2 separate regions of the Sus scrofa genome follow, and region 2 is linked to region 1. Evidence: chromatin contacts called from public HiChIP or PLAC-seq data. All regions are on one chromosome and are shown on one strand. Each heading gives the region's core, a stretch centred on a gene start, on an enhancer-like site or on the middle of the called end of the contact. The rest is flanking DNA. Distances are from core to core; before and after follow the strand shown. Region 1 has its middle 15 kb from the start of CXCL8. Region 2 holds the start of CXCL2 (chemokine (C-X-C motif) ligand 2).

Region 1 (3,052 bases), core at 167-2,666:
TTCGTGTGACATGTGTCACTCTCACTAACCCAGTGGACTGTCAGGGAGGTCAAAGCCTACTTATTCCCCCAGCTCAGCCCCCACCACGTGTCCAATCTCCCCCCCAACCCCCCATCACCACCCCCTGTACGTCTGAGCTCGGTGCCATACCTGTCAGGACTGCTTAACGGGCAATTTTAAAACAGATTAAATTTAAGACTCCCTGTTTATGTCCTCATTCTGACTTTCCATACAGCATCCCATTTATTCCTCAAGTAAGACCTTTCCTCTCTCCCTCTATCCTTTTTTACCTTCCTTCCTTCCTCCCCAGCATTTATTGCTCCTGATGATAAATATAATTCACATTCAGTATTAGAAAATATGGGCAATAGGAGTTGCCATCATGCCGCAGTGGTTGACGAATCCGACTAGGAACCATGAGGTTGTGGGTTCAATCCCTGGCCTTGCTCAGTGGGTTGACGATCCAGCGTTGCCCTGAGCTGTGGTGTAGGCTGCAGACGCGGCTCGAATCCCCCATTGCTGTGACTCTGGCAAAGGCAGGTGGCTACAGCTCCAATTTGACCCCTAGCCTGGGAACCTCCATATGCCATGGGATCGGCCCAAGAAATCACAAAAAACAAAAAAAGAAAAGAAAAGAAAAGAAAAAATGGGCAATAAAGAAAATATAAAGAAGACACTAAAAATTATCTGTCATCTCACCCCTGAGAGATAAAAATGTTGATACAAATGTTCCAATGATGTGCTTATTTTTATTAGCCTATATCTCAAAATTTGTATTGAACTGTACAGCCAACTGTCTGTTCTGTTTATTTCACCTTGTATTCTGCATTTTTTTTTTTTTTTATCTTTTTGCCTTTTCTAGGGCTGCTTCTCGCGCCATATGGAGGTTCCCAGGCTAGGGGTCCAATCAGAGCTGCAGCTGCTGGCCTACACCACAGCCACAGCAACACAGGATCCGAGCTGTGTCTGCAACCTACACCACAGCTCATGACAACACTGGATCCTTAACCCACTGAGCAAGGCCAGGGATCGAACCCACAACCTTGTGGTTCCTAGTCGGATTCGCCAACCACTGAGCCACAACGGGAACTCCTCTTGTCAGCATTTGCTGTCAGTACATACAATGTTGTGCTGATTTCTGCTGAACAGTGACCTAGTCACAAGTCACTTTTTTAAACATCTTTATTTGGGGCCCTTTCCCTTCTCCACCATACCAAGCTGGGCCCTCTTGCTCTGGTCTGGATCACCACAGAAATCAGCTCACTGGTCTAACCTCAAGCCTCATCCTTCCACCAGCCACTCATCTCACCAAGTGAACTTTTTTTTTTCTTTTTTGGCCACCCCACAGCATATGGAGTTCCCAGGCCAGGGACCAGATCCAAGCCACAATCACAACCTAAGCTGCATTTATGACAATACTGGATCCTTAACCCCCTGTGCGGGGCCGGGAATCAAACCCTTATCCCAGGGCTCCCAAGACACCACAGACCCCATTGCACCACGCAGGAGCTCCTGAACTTTCTAAAATGCAAATCTAACCATGTCTTTCTCTGGTTTTAATCTTCAGTGATCTTCAAGATAGAGCTGACAATCCTTGGCTTGAGAAAAATCCGTCTCCCCTGGGCACCTCTGGGGGTCTCCAGACTCTCTGGGTCTGTCTGTCTCTCCCTCCCTTGATGTCAGTCCTTCCAGTCTAAGCTCTTTGAGCCCAGAGCACACTCTGTCTGGGTCTGAACACCCTTCCTCCACCCACCCGACCCCACTCCATTTTTCACTCTGCAAACCCACTGGTCCTTTACAAAGTCTAGGCAACAGCATCGCCTCCAGCTCACCTTCAGACTGCCCCCTCTGGCTTCAGGTCTCCCAATCTGCTGCCCCCTCACTCTGTGAGCTACCTCCAGCCTCCCAGGCACAGCAGAATCACCTGGAAGCTTGCTGAAACACAAATCTTATAACTCTACTCCTAGAGTTTCTGTTTCACCTGGTAGGGGTGGGGGTTAGAGCGCACATTTCTACAAGGTCCGAGATGTTGCTATCCAGAGAACAAACTTTAAGCCCCACAACTCTAGCCTAATGTATTGTAGCCTAAGGGATTTCTGCTGTTTCTCTCTTCTGGTCGGTGATTTCTGTACAAGAGAGTCTGAAATGAATCCTAAGACCCTTGCATACGCTGAACACCTAAAATATCTCCTGAACAGAGGGCCCCTTCCAGGAGTCCTGACTCAGCAGCCTAGTGCTAACCATGACCAGCCACAGGCTGCTTCCTCTGCAGGCTCCTCAGTGAAGTATTCCCGCAGCATGACTCAGTAGAAATTCCTGTGCAGTGCCGTTTGCAGACACACTGCAGGAGTCATGAGTATGAGCCCCTTGACCACGTGGGGAATTTCCTGAGGATTTTGGAAATCTCCCTTTAAATCCCCTTTAAATCCTCAATGAATTTTCTCTCACAGATGCCTCTGAACTCAGAAATAATAAGGCATTGTTTTCCTAAGGCTAAAAGCATCTTTTGTACAAACGTCTCTGATTAACTTTGCTATTAATAGGCACAAAAAGATAGAGAGGAAATCGCATAATGTTTATCTTAAAAATATTGGTAAAAATTTCCCCCATGCAAATATCTGTATTTCTGGTACAAGGTAGGGAGCAAGAAAGGAAGAATCCTCTGTTTAGGAAAATATAATGTCATGGAAAGATAATCCCCTTTGGAAGTGACCTAATAAAACTCTCCTGGGACCAATTCTGTTCCATCTGTTTCCCCCCCAAACCGTACAGATGGCATATCCAATCTAAATCTAAATTTACCCAACTCAGGTTAAACAATTTTTCATTCAACTTTTCATAAACACATAAAGCCAGGAACCAAAGGGCTGCTTTCCCAAATTCTTCTGGTTTCATTTTTACATATTAAACTTGTTGGGATTAAGACAGTCTTTTAAAATGTGTTCATAATTTGTATGTTAGTAATTTCTCTGAAACAGTGCAAAAAAAATTTCTATTGTGATTAGCAGATAAAATGATTCATGGTGGAAGCATGCTTTCGACAACCCTCTGA
Region 2 (3,172 bases), core at 579-3,078, 240 kb before region 1:
TATTTCAGGACAGAGCGGAAACACAGTGTAATTAACTCTAAACAAGGCATTATGCCTTACAAGGAAGACATAAAATGTCCAAGGGATATTTAGAACATTGTCGTTTTTAAAACTTCAACATCAGAAATGTTTACCACAGTCTGTGAAACTGTCTCAATAAATAACAACCGACAATCTTCTCTTCAGTATAAATGCACACATACAACCCCCCCTACCCTAACAGTGACCTGTTTGCCTGGATCCCCCACCAGGGTCTCCAGCTTTTATCACAGTGGATGGTACAGCGTGCTATCCTGACAACCCAAAAACTAGTTTAATGAATGATGAGCACTTAAGAGACACAACCTTCAAATTAAATACTAGTCAAGACTGGACTAACTTTGATTCAACATAAAAATGACCTTTCGAAATAGCAATACAGAGACCTGCCAAACACATTCATATCTTTAAATATTAGATAGCACATTAAATATACAAGCTTTGAAAAATAAATAAATAAATACACATATAAATAAATAGAAGAAATCTCATAAGAAGTAGCCAAATGCATGAAACACAGTCCAGGTGGCCCCAGGGGCTATTTGCTTCTCTTCTTTCACTTTGATTCCGCTAAAGCTACAGCAGTAGCCAGTAAGTTTCCTCCATCTCTCTACATCAGTTGGCACTGCTCCTGTGATGAGAAAAAGGTTCATGTTAGTAGGACTTAAAAGCTGACCTCAAAACCCTGTACCAAGTGCTACCTAGACCACTGCTGCCATGTGTAGCAGAAAATGCCAGCTTCTAGAAGCTGTTTAATTGAGAATAAGGTGCCTGTGGTTACAATCTTATTATTAGCTTCAGAAAGCCAGAAGATAATGCCACATTGGGCATACATGACATCACTTAAGCCTTGGATCAAACCCCATGAAGCAGCTTTATTATTTTTCCCGTGTTATTGAGACTTAGGTTAAGTACTGTCCCTGGGGTTAAAGGAATAATAAAGAGTGGAACCTCTCTTTAGCCATTTTAGCACCACTGGCTAAATAAATCTACTTAATCTTTTAGGGACATACATTTGGTCACACTCATCTGACTGGGGATGGAGAATGGGCTGAGGATGCAAGGCTCTGGAAATATCCTTCTGACACCAGAGCAGATTAATGACCTTAATAGCAAATGAATGGTGAAATAATCATGATTTTCAGCCCTGCACCTAAATCGTGGGTTTCTCTGGTATAATTTGCAGGAGACAGAATGACTCTACTCACACGAGTGAATAAAAACTATAACTCACTTGTTTAGCATCTTCTCGATGATTTTCTTCACCATGGGGGCTGAGGGGTTGAGACAAACTTCCTGACCATTCTTGAGAGTGGCTCTGCAGAGAGCAGGGAGAATCCATGTGAGGCAGGAGGTCGGGCTGGGGAGTCAGGGTTGGGGCGTTGGGACGCTGGGGGTGACAAGGACAGCGGCGGGCAGGGAAGCTTACATGACTTCCGTTTGGTCACAGTGGGGTCCCGGGGACGTCACCTTCAGGTCCTGGATGTTCTTGAGGTGAATTCCTTGCACCGTCTGCAGGCACTGGCAGCGCAGTTCGCCGCCCACGGGGGCCCCTGCCAGGAAGACAGATTCGGTTAGTGGGGTGTTCTCCGACGGGCGTCTCCCCCCCTTACCCGTCCCCGCGTCCGGCCTGGGGATGCCAGGCGCCGAGTCTCACCTGCTGTGCGCCGGCCAGCGGCCACTAGAAGCAGGAGCAGCAGCGCAGCGCGGAGGAAGCGCGGGGCGCAGGGGGAGGCGGCGATCGCGGCGCGGGCCATGGGGCTTAGCTCGGAGGGTGGCTGTCTGCTGCAGGTGGGCTGGAGGGAGTGCTGGTGGAGCGGGTTCTGTGGCTCCCTGAGCGGTGCGAACGCCTTTTATTCTGATGGGACTGGAGCTGGCAGCCCCAGGCCAGGGAAATTCCCTGATGCGCGGGTCATTCCTGGGTCCGGAAGGAAGGCGCAGCCCCGCCCTCCTCCCGCGTAATTCTTGCTTTGGAAGTGTCATCTTTGTGCCCAAATCCCCACGGGGGGAGTCACAACTTAGTGGAGAGAGGCATCTGTGACGAACGTTAGTTATTAAGGTTGAGGGGGGAAGCAGAGAGAACTTGCGTGTGCTCTTTACGCATAAGTATCTTGGGGTTTGATGATTTTATTTACGTCCGCCTAAATACACTGTTATAACACAGTTTTAGCATATTATACATTAGAAAGTTCCCCTACTTCCTGGTATTTTAAAAGCACAGATAAATCACACTTTGTGTCACAGCGTCCCTCATGGGTGAGGGGACGATCAGTATCAAAAATTGAATTCAGTGTTTAATGCGGAACAAAGTGTTGTAATCCCACTTAGCTTCCTTTCTCTGGGAAATTCTGGAACTTCCACAGCTCGAGTAAGTCCATGAATACCACCTTTTTGGTGTCGAGGGTGTTGATTAATCCTTAAAATACGGATTAATGTTTGGATCTGTTGCGAGGAGAGCTCACAGGTCCACGGTTTCTAGTTTTGTCCAAGAATAAAACAGGTAATAGAAATCAAGAGCGGATGCGTAGTGTGAGCAGCACGCTTTGCTCATCCAAGCAGCAACAAAACAAAACAAAAACAAAAAAATCGTGTTCCTGGGAAGTAGCTTAGAGCTAGATCACGCATCGCATCTCCGTTCCTTGTTTATGGTCACAAATCTCATTTCATTTCCTTGTTCTATGGCCTTTCCTGCTTCTAGTGATTTGATTTCCTCTCTAGAGAAAGAATCACAGTCAAATTTTATTTCTACTGACTTCTAATGAGGCATTTCAAGCTATTAACTGGAGACTTTGTCATTGTGTCATTTTCATCCTTAGTTGTAATGTCTTTTGTTGGATTATATTCAGGTAGGTTTCAGATGGTTTAGGTGTGATTCTGAATGCAGATCTGTGAGAGCTATGGACATATCCCGTGGGAAGCAGGTGGGGGGATGCTATAGAGATGAGGGAGGCACTGAGCAAGACTGCTCTAGATTGCTAGAGTAGGAATTCAGCTCCCCAGATTAATGGTGCATGACTTCCAACCTGTTTGTGCCTTAGTTTCTCATCTGGAAAATGGAGCTTAAGGGTAGTATCTACTTCAACGAGTTGTTATGATGAATAAATGTTTTGACATTTAAATACTATAAATTATA

What was found. HiChIP or PLAC-seq counts read pairs in DNA pulled down with a chosen protein or histone mark.
Region 2: a contact with region 1 is called in an H3K27ac HiChIP or PLAC-seq map of alveolar macrophages. The contact joins the promoter of CXCL2 here to the enhancer-like site in region 1. A contact is called at or near these places in 1 of 5 promoter capture datasets (liver), 15 of 47 Hi-C or Micro-C datasets (adipose tissue, alveolar macrophages, embryonic fibroblasts and 9 more) and 2 of 2 datasets of contacts at active chromatin or transcription factors (alveolar macrophages and skeletal muscle).

The regions. Positions count from the first base shown.
Region 1 is chr8:69,916,610-69,919,661 of Sscrofa11.1, reverse strand. No RefSeq gene overlaps it. Among named protein-coding and RNA genes, the nearest start is that of CXCL8, 15 kb to the left of the region's middle. Within about 2 kb of position 1,416, at least 15 of the 83 cell types and tissues checked have an H3K27ac peak or open chromatin away from gene starts, as enhancers often do. A contact at or near this core is called in adipose tissue, alveolar macrophages, embryonic fibroblasts and 2 more, where this site is marked.
Region 2 is chr8:70,155,909-70,159,080 of Sscrofa11.1, reverse strand. It overlaps CXCL2 (chemokine (C-X-C motif) ligand 2), which reads right to left and starts at 1,828. Exons shown (of 4, transcript NM_001001861.2): 1 at 1,697-1,828; 2 at 1,469-1,592; 3 at 1,274-1,357; 4 at 1-670. The coding sequence starts at 1,796. The coding sequence ends at 655.